Regions from separate parts of the Gossypium hirsutum genome. Here region 1 is linked to region 2. Evidence: chromatin contacts called from public Hi-C data. All regions are on one chromosome and are shown on one strand. The core of a region is the stretch at or near the end of the contact, and the rest is flanking DNA. Distances in the headings are between cores, read along the strand shown. Region 1 holds the start of LOC107946715 (dof zinc finger protein DOF1.8). Region 2 holds the start of LOC107906161 (BAG family molecular chaperone regulator 1).

Region 1 (6,441 bases), core at 3,722-6,221, 450 kb after region 2:
TTGCCAAGTGAGCGTTGGGATCCTTGTCCTACAAACCATCAAACTGAACAAACTGTTGGATCATTTTAATGGTGTGAGGTTTCAGTTCAAAATTATTTGCAGCAACAGCAGGCTTCACTATGCTCGATTTAGTTCCTGTTAAAGAAGGTTTAGCATAATCATACATAGTACGTGGAGTAGGATTTTGATTAGCAGCAATCGTAGGAGGTAGCAAATTTTCTTGGTTTTCAGCCATCTCCTCGGCTGTGATTGAAATATCGTCCTCTTGCTCTTCCTCTTCCTCTGTGTACTTAAGCTTTGCCTTATTTCTCTTTAGTTTCTGCAAACTGTGCGATCAATCTCACTATCAAACAGTAATGGTCTTGACGGGTTTCTTCTGATCATAAACTAGAAAAAGCCTGTTAGAAGAAAATAAATGAAGAATTAGAAAAGAGAATAAAAATTTAAATAGTAATAAAAGTAAAATGGATAAAGTAATAAAAATCGAGTGTTCCTAATATCCTAGTTCCCCGGCAATAGTGCCAAAAACTTGATACGTGATATTCGCGACAGGTTTTAAAAATTTATAATTAATTGTTCTTGAAACTAACTATTTTCACGATGAAGGCAAGCGTACCTATCGAACAGTAGTATAGCTTTAGCAAGACGGGATTGTCGAACCCAAAGGAACCAAGAGTACTAGTAATTACTTTCTATTTATTATCTAGCCTAAAAATTAAGAGATTTGTTTATCTAAACTAATTAACTAAACTGAGAGTGCACAGAGAGAAAATTGGAAAAAAGCTTTTGGGAAAACTCGATTAATTAAGACAATACCCAAGGAAAAATCCACCTAGACTTCACTTGTTATTTGACTCTGAATCAGACGATTTATTCATTTGACTTGATCCGTAGAAATCCCTAAGTTATATTATTATCTCTCTCGAGACTAATAACGTCTAACCCTAGGTTGATTAATTGAAATCTCTTTCTAATTAACGCCCTAGTGTTGCTTTAACTCGATCTATGGATCCCCTTATTAGGTTTCACCCTAATCCGGCTAAATCTTATCACCCTATCTCTAGGTGTGCAATCAACTCCGCTTAATTATGGCAAATTTACTCTTAGACAGGGTCTATTCCTCCTCTGAATAAGAGCATTAACTCGAATCAATATCCTGGAATATTAAAACAAGAATTAATAACACATAATTAAGAACAAGTCAAATATTTATCATACAATTCAGATAACAAGATCCGTCTTAGGTTTCATTCCCCTTAGGTATTTAGGGGGTTTAGTTCATAATTATAGAAGAAAACATCTCAGAAGAATAATGAATACAAAACATAAAGAAAACACAAAACCCCTGAATGAAAATTGAAGGGAGATCTTCAGTCTTGATGATGAATCCGGCTTTTGATATGGACCAATCGGCTTTCCTTGAGTAATTCCGAATTACTGTCGAATCATTCCTGAACTTGTTCGTAATCACATAATTACAATTCATGCTATATCAAAGCATATAAAATACAATTATAAATAAGCTCATTGCATACGAACTTAACTCGTATTTGGAATTGACGGATCGAGTCGACTACTCGATAACCTTACTTTTCCCCCGATCTCAATTCGAATTCTTTTTTTCTTGAGCTATATATATTAAAAATTAAATTATTCAATCACATGTTCTTTCAATTTAGTCAATAACACACACTTAAGCATATTTGCATATTAGCCCTTAAATTTTCACATTTTTACAATTTAGTCTCTATTTAATAAATACACAAAATTCACATAATTTCAATAAGCCCAAGCTTGGCCGATTTACCATAGTGCCCTTAGCGGCCCAAAAATTTCATTTATTTCACATTTCAACCACTCAATTTGCATATTTCACAATTTAATCCCTTTTTGATATTTTTGTCAAAAAATCACTTAACAAAACATGTAAAACTATCATCAAGCTTTCATATTTCAACATTAAACATCAAAGAACACATGGATTCAACAATGGAAACTCTCAAAATCTTAAACGGTTTCAAAATTAAAGGTGCGGGCTAACTAGATTGAGCTGTAACGGTTACAAAAACATAGAAATCATCAAAAACCGAGCTAAAACCGTACCTTAATCAACGATTCAAAGTGACCTAATGGAAAACTTGATTCCTTGGGTTTCTTCTTCTCCAATTTTGGTTCCAAGTGAGAAAGATGGTAACAAATTTCATTTTTTTTATTTTATTAACCTTTATTTGTCTTTTTACTACTTTACCATTAAAAATAATTCATATTTACACAAATGCCAAACCAAATATCATCCACTAACTCACAATTGGACTATTTACCTCATAAGGACTTAAAATTTAAGGTTCTATAGTTGTTTAACACCTTTAGCTAATAGAACGGTACTTTTTCATTTTACGCGATTTAGTCCTTTTTCTCAAATTGAGCAATCAAAACGATAAAATTAGCTCACAAAATTTTTACAAATATCAAATCACATGCTGTAAACGCCAAAAATAATATTAAAATAATTTTTTAACATCGGATTTGTGGTTTCAAAACAACTATTTCGATTTAGCTAAAATCGGGTTGTTACATATAATATACATAGTACGATGAACAGGATCTACAGGAGGCAGTTGAATATTTTGATTGTCACCCATCTCCTCAATAATATTGTTTTCCTCTTGTTCGTCTACTATATTATATTCACATTGTCTTGCTTTTCTAGCCTCTTTATGATTTCTGCTAGCAGTACTTCCAACCTTATTGTCAAAAAGTAATGGTCCCGATGGGTTTCCTCTAGTCATAAACCAAAAGAACCTGCTAGAAGCAAACAAAAGAAAAATTAAAATGTAAAAATTAAATTAAAACAAAAATATTAAAACAAAATAAAATAAAAATGGCTAAATTAATAGAAATAAAGTTTTCCTAATATTTCAGTCCCCAACAATGGCGCCAAAAAAATTGATAGTCACGAAACTAATTAAAAATACGACAAAGGCAAGCACACCAATCGATAAATAGTATAGCTACGGTGAGTAGAGATATCGTATCCACGAGAACTAAAAGTACTAGTAATTACCGTTTTCCTATTATTTAACTGAAGAATTGGAGTGATCGGTTTAAGCTAAAATATACTAAATTAATTAACTAAAGAACTCAACAGAGAATAAATCAGGAAAATAATTTAATAATAACCAAGAAGCTAAACAATACCTAGGAAAGAATCCACCTAGACTTCATCTATCATTATGAATATGAATTAAACGATTTATTCACTTTGTATCTTGATTCGTAAAAATCCCTAAATTAAGCTAATACCTCTTTTAAGAGTAAGAGCAATTGACTCTAGGTTGATTAATTGGAATTTCTTTCTAATTAAAACCCCTATTATCGCATTAATTTGATCTATTGATTCCCTATTAGATTTGACTCTAATCCGGTAGATTTATGTCGTCATATTTCTAAGATTGCATGCAACTCCATTTAATTATGCTAGATCTACTCTTAAACAGGGACTTTTCCTCCTCTAATTTAAGCACATTAAACATGAAATAATATTCGAAAAATATTAAAACAAGAGATAAACACACATAACTAAGAACAAGAATTAAGTATTTATCACGTATAAAAAGAAATCAAATAATAGAATTCACCATAAAGTTTATCTTCCCTAGGTATCTAGAGAATTAGTTCATAATTGTAAATAAAAACATCTCAAAATCAATATAACCACAAAAGATAAAGAAAATCATAAAGAACTTCAAAGAAATTAAAAAGAAATCTTCAATCATGATGGAAATCTGCTTCAAAGTTGATTTTAATGGTGTTCTTCAAGTTGTTTTCTTCAATACTCTTTGATGGCTCCCTATTCTCTTATTCTATTTGGTATTTATAAACTTTAGAATGCCCGAAAAGCCTAAAAATTATGTTTTTCTGCGTGTTTAGAATGCAACTTGCGAAATCGACATGATCTGGCACATGGCCGCGTGTCCAGCTCGTGTGGCTCCTGAAATCTACTTTATTTGTCCGATTTTAGATTGCTTTTCGCTCATTTTACTCCCAAATGCTCTCCTAAGTATAGAAACATGAATTGAAATGATTAGCAGCATAAAATTCACTAATTTGAATAAATAATCATCCAAAAATACTTTAAGAATGAGATTAAAATATATTACTTTTATCACTTATCACTTATCACTTATCACTCTTCTTCTTCTTTCTAGTCTCCTGCTTGTACTGTCCAACTAGCCCTTTAAACAACAGCTAGGATGGTCACGTAGCTGGTTAAATAACAGGTCAAGATGTAACGGAAAATGGTACGGTTGACTAATTTGTTATTTTTTGAAAGTTGAGTAACTGTTGATATAATTTACTTAATTTTTTTTTCCTTTTCAAAATCATAACTATGAATGTTATGATATCCCCAGCGATAGAGCCAAGAGGGGGCTGACAGGGGCCCTGGACTCTCCTGAAATGATTTTTTTCATTTACGCTTTTTATAATTTATAAAATTTTAAATTAATAACGATAAAATTACACTTTTATCCCTAATAAATGATAAAAAATTAATTTAATCATTTAAAAATTATAAAAATATAAACTATTAAAATGATAAAATTATATTTTTAGTAGAATAAAATATCCCTAACACTATTTCGATAAGTAACTAAATAAAATCTACCATTTTCATATAAAAAATCCAACAATATAATGTTGTATAATTTGAAAATATTTTAAAGAACAATTTTAAACTAATCCAACCGACAGGTTCGTTCCAGATTTTTCAACGCTGAGAGGAATCTCACTCTTCAAGTTTCATTCTCTCTGGTCAGAAAAGAACCAACTAAAGTCTACAGCGTAAACGCACTAACACATCCCAACAAAGAACGAGATTGATAAGTAATTGACTACTGCAAGTATTTAAGAATCCTTTTTATTCAGAAAACCAAAAAACCCATGTATGCAAGCAATGTACACGAATTTCCCATTTGTATAATGTTATAATACCATTTTTTTTCCTCTTTTCTAATGATAATGAAATAACAGCAGCTGACAAATGTGTCCCTGTTTCAAGTGCGCTCTCTTTCTCTCTCTTTCATATCATATTAGTAGTAGGCCAGCACATGGAACCTCACCACAAATTTCTCTGTGTTTCAGTTTTTTTGGCTTTTAAGACCAGCTTTTCCCTAGCGAAGTAGGTAATTTCATCTCTTTGAATACTTCATAGCTTTTCCCTTTCTTTTTCCACCTTTTTCTCACTCTTTTATCCATGGATACTGCTCAGAGGCCGCAGGTATATAAGGGTCTCCTTTTTCTTTTTTTATTTTTCTTCACATGAAATCATGATTTTCTTTTTCCTGGGTTGAGTTTTTAAAAGCTAATACCTTTGAGTTTTGAGGCTTCTTTTTCGTTGATTACTTGCTTTAAGGTTTCGCATTTTTTTGCTATGAGATGATGTTGTTCAGCCACCACTAATGGTTGAATTTATGTTGCTGTCGTTTAAGATCTTTCATTTTTTTTTTCCTTTGGGAAAGTACTGCACTTTTCTTTTTCATTCTTTTTCCACCATCTGATAAAAAAAATACTATTTTTATTTGTTTTTATTGGTTGTATAATCTTTCGACTACAAAGCAGCGTCCTTTGCTTTTCTCCGTCTTGTTTTGTTTCTTATTTCATCTCTCTTTTTTTTTTAAATCTATTTACTTTGTGAAACAAAACACCTTTCTTTGATCATGAAGTCATGGCTTTTTCCCCTTTCTTTTGTTTATTTTTGTCTTTTTAAAAATTTCAGGGAATTGAGGTAGTTAAGCCCATGGAAGCTTCAAGAGGTATGGTGGAGAGAAGGACTAGACCTCAAAACGATCAAGCTTTGAACTGTCCCAGGTGCAATTCAACCAACACCAAGTTTTGTTATTATAATAACTACAGTCTTTCTCAGCCAAGATATTTCTGCAAAACTTGTCGAAGGTATTGGACTGAAGGTGGTTCCCTCAGGAATGTTCCTGTTGGAGGTGGTTCAAGGAAGAACAAGAGGGCTTTATCATCACCACCACCACCACCACCACCACCAGCAGCAGCTTCATCTAAAAAGCTTGGTGATCTAACAACCCCACCTACTCCTCAAAACCCTAAAATCCATGAAGGTCAAGACCTTAACCTAGCTTACCCACCACCAACTGAGGACTATAATAGCTTGCCAAAGTTCGTTGAGGTGCCCTATAGCCACAAAAGCAACCATCAGAACTCTACCTCCTCTTCAACTCATCTCAATGCTATGGAGCTCTTGAAGACTGGTATTAGTTCAAGAGGCTTGAGTTCGTTCATGTCGATGTCGGTTTCTGATTCTAATACGGTATACTCAAGTGGGTTTCCAATGCAAGACTTCAAACCGACTCTGAATTTTTCCCTTGATGGACTGGAAACTGGCTTCGGGAATCTTAAAGGGGTCGAGGAAAG
Region 2 (6,476 bases), core at 2,900-5,399:
ATCATATCCTTATCCATTTGTTAATCTCCTCTAAGGGATTTAACCACTCATGTTATTCATGATCTCAACTCTGATTGAATAAACCATGTAAAGAACATGATTGATTCGAAAGAGAAAATAGATTTGAATAATTGTGGATTGAATATCAAATAGGGAATAGAATAACAAATTTCTCGATTGGAATAAAGTAATAAATCAAATGCAAAAGAACATAAACTGAAATTCTTGAATAATATAAAAAAAAAACTCTTAAATCAAAACTAATTCAAAAGGAAAAATAAGAAAGTTATGAAAACTCGAAAAGAAAAATAAACTAAATATATTCTAAACTACTAGGGTTTCTGAAGGAGTCTAGGATGAGTTAATTGCATTCAACCCCTAATGTCTTATTTATAAAGGTGTTGGCAGCCCAAATTAAGCCTTTGGCACGTTCTAGGTTTTCGTATAAGTTTGATTGCGTGGGCAAAAATAATCCCAATAAACATGGGCAGAACGTCGACATGTGTCGTGCCATACCCTTTGCGTGGCACGACACGGCACCCACTTCTTGTCTTGTGACATTTTTTTTGTGCTTTGATGTCCCAAGAAGCTTATGCATCACTTGTCCCTTGTTTCCATGTCAATTGGGCCTCTATATCTTCATCTTACACACTCAATTAAACACATTAGCTCTCGTCTCGGCCTATTGGGTCACAACACTTACAAAATGTGTTTAAAAAAACACTTATTTTATTAATATTTTATCCTAAGGCCTAACTACCGAAAATGAAATATAAAATACTAAATTTCTTAGAAACCAAACTCATTAAGTGCGTAATTGACTTGAATTGACTACTATATTTGACGGTAGTTTAGCTAGCTCAAGATAACATAAACGAATTGCATGTAGAACCAATAATATGAAATGAATGAAAATGATAGACTAAAAGAAATAGATCGTATATATCACTATTTGCAGTGAATACATTTTCTCGCTAAAGTACTGAAAAGAACTTAGGAAATAATTCAAGGTTCTTCAAATTATTATTTAATTAATTATAATTAAATAATTGAAGTTTGAAGATGAAATTAATTTAATTAATCATCATGAATTTGTTGAATAAGGAAATTAAATATAATTTTCGTATAAATTATGTTACGGTAAAGTTTCTATGACTTTAATGGAATTAGAATTGGGTTCAAAAATTTATTTAATTGAGAAATTAATCCAATTAATCTAATAATTAAATTAATTGGTTAAATAAATCATCTTTTGAGAAATAAAAAATAAATTTTGAGTTAGATAAATTATAAGTGTTAGGTAAAAGTTTAGGTAACAAATATAATTAACCTAGGCCTGATTACTATAAGGGGCGACAAACCTTAGTATTTACTAGGTCATGTTGCCACCCCCTATACTTTTAATTGGAGTAGAAATTGTATTTTCTATTAAATATTATTATTTAATCAAGTCTTATTTGAACATAATTCTTGTACGTTTTCTTTATAAATAGGAACTATGTATTAAGCAATTTATAATGCTTCTTAGACACCATTATTTTGTCCAAAAAAGTGACAATTTATTTTACAAAATAAAATCTACTTTATGAGAAAATCGCATAGGTTCTAGTTATAGAGAGAATTAACTTTCCTATTAAAAGTTAATGAAATTTTTCATTTTGTCCAATTGATTCAATAAACTTTGAGCCCACACTCAAAGCAGTTCGTAGTTTAAGAATAGTGGAAAAGGTCATCAGTAGAAAGTTGAGGCCAACTTTAGACTACCTTGTACAATTCACAAATATATTCATGTTAAAATTTATTGTTATAAATAACACAACAAACTTGATTTTAGAAAATTTTAAAAATTTAGTTGTACATAAAATAAATTGATTTTTCCATCATAGGGACCATGAATATTTGACATGGGGAATCTCTAGCATCGTGGACCTCGATGTGTAGAAATCCAAAAAGGAAACAATCCAAAAGTGATGGAATATTTAGACAATATATAGGGATTGGTATAGTCGATGCACTTGTGTAATTCAAAATCCCATACCTAATATGGAGAATAAGTTCGACCTCTAGCAACAACTCCATAGTAACATCCTCACTTTTCTTGGTGTCCAAACAGCATAGTCTTAATATCTTTATTATCATTAAGATCTGCCGCAATGTATTTATACTGTATTTTCATACATGCACTTAATATTTCCAGCCTAAATTTTCCTCAAAGTCCTCATTTTCTTGTTGTCCAAGGAAACATCACTGTTAAAGATCATGTTGAATGTTGAACCGATTGGAATATGACTCCATCATCAATTGAATACATATTTCTATTTAAATGAATTTGTACCAAGAATCAATATATCATCTTGAAATTGTTAAATATTACAAAAAACATTAACAACTTCAATAATTGCTAATAACAATGGTAGTCACAACATTAATGCTAATTTACTACCATGACAACTATATATAATAGCACAATTTCCTTATTCCATACCTAGAACATATTCAACAAGCGTAACACCAATAATAACATAAAAATTTCCTTAATAACAATGATTTGATCATTACATAATATTGATTATAAAAACAAATCACATCTGTTATACCACTAATTTATGCATTATGAAAAAAAAAGCATTTAACTAATTACATGAGATACTGAAACTTTGCACATAGTGAAATTCTTTTAAAGGATTACAAATGAGAAAATTTTAACAAATATTTACATTATTTTTTACTTTTCCCCCAAATGATACCACACAATTTATAGGAGAAGGGAAATGTTTAGGTTAGCTTAAGCATGTTTGAAGTCAATGCCTATATGTGTCGACTTCTTCATTAAAAATCATCCATGAATTCAACATCCACAAAAGTTGAGTTCTTGTTCCATCACATCAATTCCCTCTCTATAACTGTAAATTTCAATATTTTTTAGGGGAATCCCGAGAAGTTGTTAGTAGCACTTCGACACTCACTAGTGTTGAGTTCAGAATATTTCATTATCATAAAATGTTTGGGCAATTAATTTTGCACATGTCATTTAACCAAAACAAAGGAGCTTAACATCTCGTGAATGTTGAGGTGGTCTTAAAAAACATGATTTGAAAAATAAATATTAGATATATCTAAGATGGGAAATAATATTTAATTTTGTTATATAAAATAAAAAGATATTGCTTATTATATTATTTTTTATATTAAAATCGATAAACTAGATTATTTTCAACATTATAGTCTTTTTAGTTCATAATCTCATTTATTAAATTATTTTAAATTCATTCTTTGTTCAAAATTAATTAGTTCAGATTTTAGTCACTTAACTTCAAAAATTACAAAATAATTATTGAATTATTCAAAATTTTTTATTTAAGTTATCGAATTGTTTAAAAGTTTTTATTTATGTCACTACACTATTAAGCATTTTTCTTTTAAAAGGTTTGACTAACGAGCTCCAAATAATAATTCGATGATCGGTACGCAGATTAGTGTCAATCGACAAGTAGATGAACATATATTAGATACAAGTCGATTTGACAATCTATGTCAGAGATAGGAGAAGTAAATTGTTTGAATTTTAGTTTACAAATTCATAATGTTCAAAATTGTTGCATAAATAAAACTAAAATGTAAAAAAGAATGAGAAAATAACATTCGATTTGTGCAGACGATATGAATAAAAATACTATGCAACGATGATTTTAATATCTCAATCATTTAAATGAATTTTTTTAAATACTTTAGTGATCATTATGTGACCAAAAAATAAATTTACTAATAGTTTAGTAACATTAAATATAATTTACCCTTCATTTATTTGATGTTATATTTATTAAAATTTATGATAAACCTTTTTGTATTTTTTTAATTTAAATAATTTGCGTACTAAAATTATTTACATTTGCTTTTCTTTTTAATTTTGCTTTGTTCAACTTCGACCGATTTCTTTAAACTGCCACGTGTTTGAAATGTCAATATAATTATCAAGTCAATGATTGGAATTGTTGCAAAATTATAATAAATTTCCCGATATACCCTCATCGCTATACGTGTGCAAGTACCAATGATCAACCGGTTCTTTTATAAGATAAATCGTGTCGCAGCAGAATAGTACCTAAGATCCAAACTTTGGTAAAAGAATAATTTTTTTCTCAATCTTTTGCACAATTTGGCGGCTTCGTTGTTTGTTTGCCTTTCATTTTCCCCGTAAATTTAAAACATAAAAGTATATTTATTTTTTATTTATACTATTTTTCAATATATAAAAAATAAACATTTATATAATCTGTTTCTTAAGGTCGTAAAGCTGCTCAATTAGCTGTCCACTCGTTTTTTATTCATATTCTTTTTTTCTTCTTCGTTTTCCATATTCTTCCATGAGTATCCCAGAGCTACTAGGATGGAGAGAAAAAGAAACAGATTCATAATTTGGAAAGAAATTTGTTCATTTTCCATATTATAGTCTTTCCCCACCGTTGGACATTTGATTTTTCCAGTCTTTTTGTTGTGAAAAAGTGGGAGATTCTCGTAGCATCGTTGTATATTTTTGCTACATTTGCGTTGGAGAGATCTGATGTTTCTTTCTTTTTGTGTCAGCGATCTAGGAGTTGAGTTTGGTTTTCTTGCAGGGAAAGAATCGATGATTTTCTCTTTTTCTTATTGGCTTTGGTAAGACGCCATTGTAAAAGGGAGAAGTCGAAGAGTTGGAGTTTCCTTCGTGTCTTTGCTTTGGTTTGGTCTGCTTTCTATTTTTTTGGTTGTCTTTGTAAATACGCGTGGGCGTTGGAATTGGACTCGTATAATGCTGGGGTGGGACTCTTAAGAACCTTTCGTAAAAACATCCCCTTAAGTCTTAAAAATGGCTCTACATGATTTCTGATACAGATCGCTTGCTTTCACTCTTTCTGAAGATCTAAAACAATCTCCCCCTCCCCTCCGTAGAAAATTTTCTTTCTTGTTTTTGTTTTAGTAACAGAAACGAAACATATCGTAGTTAAAAGAAAATGATGAGAGTGAAGACAAAAGCAACAGGGTTGGCCCCGGTGGCAAGTGGCGGTGGCGGTAGAGGTGAATCGGCTGCTCATGATTTGGAGCTTAGACCCGGAGGCATGTTGGTACAAAAGCGAAACCCGGCCTCCGATCGAAATTCCATCCCACCACCGACTATTAGAGTTAGAGTCAAATACGGCTCCATCTACCACGAAATCAGTATCAGTTCTCAAGCTACGTTCGGTAAATTTCTCATCTTTCACAATAATAATAATACTAATAATAATAACCTCTAATAGACCAATTAAAGTTACTTTGGATTGTGTGGCAGGGGAGTTGAAGAAGATGCTGACAGGGCCAACAGGATTACACCATCAAGATCAAAAGCTATTATACAAAGACAAGGAGAGGGATTCCAAAGCTTTTCTAGACATGGCAGGTGTGAAGGACAAGTCCAAAATTGTTTTAGTTGAAGACCCAATTAGTCAAGAAAAGAGGTTATTGGAGACCAGAAAGAATGCTAAGATAGAGAAGGCTTCTAAATCCATCTCCCAAGAAGTTGATAGGCTTGCTGGCCAGGTACATACTATTCAGTACTGGTTCATAATAATTTATAAGATTATGCATTATTTTTCTTAGTTTAAATCATATTGGTTGGATATTGCCTAGGTGTCAGCTTTTGAAACAATAATCACCAAAGGTGGGAAAGTAGCGGAGAAAGACTTGATTAATTCGATTGAGCTGCTGATGAATCAGTTGCTTAAATTAGATGGGATTACAGCCGATGGAGATGTCAAGCTGCAAAGAAAAATGCAGGTACTTAAGAATCCCGATTTGCCGAAAGCGAACCCATATCCGTTGATTATTCAAAATTAAAAAGATAAAATGTATATTTGCTTTGCTTTGGGACTTAGAGCCATACTGATTTGCCTTTCGGCATTGTTGAAGGTGAGAAGAGTTCAAAAATATGTTGAAACATTGGATATGTTGAAGATTAAAAACGCTATGCCAAGCAACAATGGAGGTCAAATGGAAATCCAAAATCAACACAAGCATACAAATGGGCAAAAACTAGCCCCAACCCAAGAGCAAAAGCCTAGGCATTTTAACGGGCAAAGACTAGCACCAATTCAAGAGCAGCAATCGAGCAACTCAATTGCCCATTTGCCAATCCATCAACAACACCACCAATCAGCATCGGGGCCCGTCGTAGTCACCACGAACTGGGAGACATTTGATACCTCCCCAACATCGTTCCCGGTTCCCTCAGCATCCACATCAACCGCCAATAATTCAGTCCCGCCAAAATTCCCTTGGGACTTCTTTGACTAAGCAGCACTATGCCACGTCTCTGCTCTATTTTTCTCTGGTGTGTGTGTGTGTGGATGTGCTTCGGTTTGCCTTTCACTTGGGTTTGTTATCATCATCTTCTTCTTTTTCTTCCATTCTTTCTGTACTTAGATATTGTTGGGCAACTGCACCCTTAATTTCTAATCTGC

Evidence for each region. Hi-C and Micro-C count contacts between places; a contact is called where the count stands out from the background.
Region 1: a Hi-C map of leaf shows a contact between it and region 2, with 2.5 times the contacts expected there. The contact joins the promoter of LOC107946715 here to the promoter of LOC107906161 in region 2. A contact is called at or near these places in 2 of 34 Hi-C or Micro-C datasets (leaf and petal).

What each region holds. Positions count from the first base shown.
Region 1 is chrA08:68,168,544-68,174,984 of Gossypium_hirsutum_v2.1, forward strand. LOC107946715 (dof zinc finger protein DOF1.8) reads left to right here and starts at 4,972. Exons shown (of 3, transcript XM_016881181.2): 1 at 4,972-5,278; 2 at 5,777-5,868; 3 at 5,953-6,441. The coding sequence starts at 5,255.
Region 2 is chrA08:67,723,813-67,730,288 of Gossypium_hirsutum_v2.1, forward strand. LOC107906161 (BAG family molecular chaperone regulator 1) reads left to right here and starts at 4,150. Exons shown (of 4, transcript XM_016833099.2): 1 at 4,150-5,220; 2 at 5,309-5,556; 3 at 5,647-5,793; 4 at 5,926-6,476. The coding sequence starts at 4,992. The coding sequence ends at 6,309.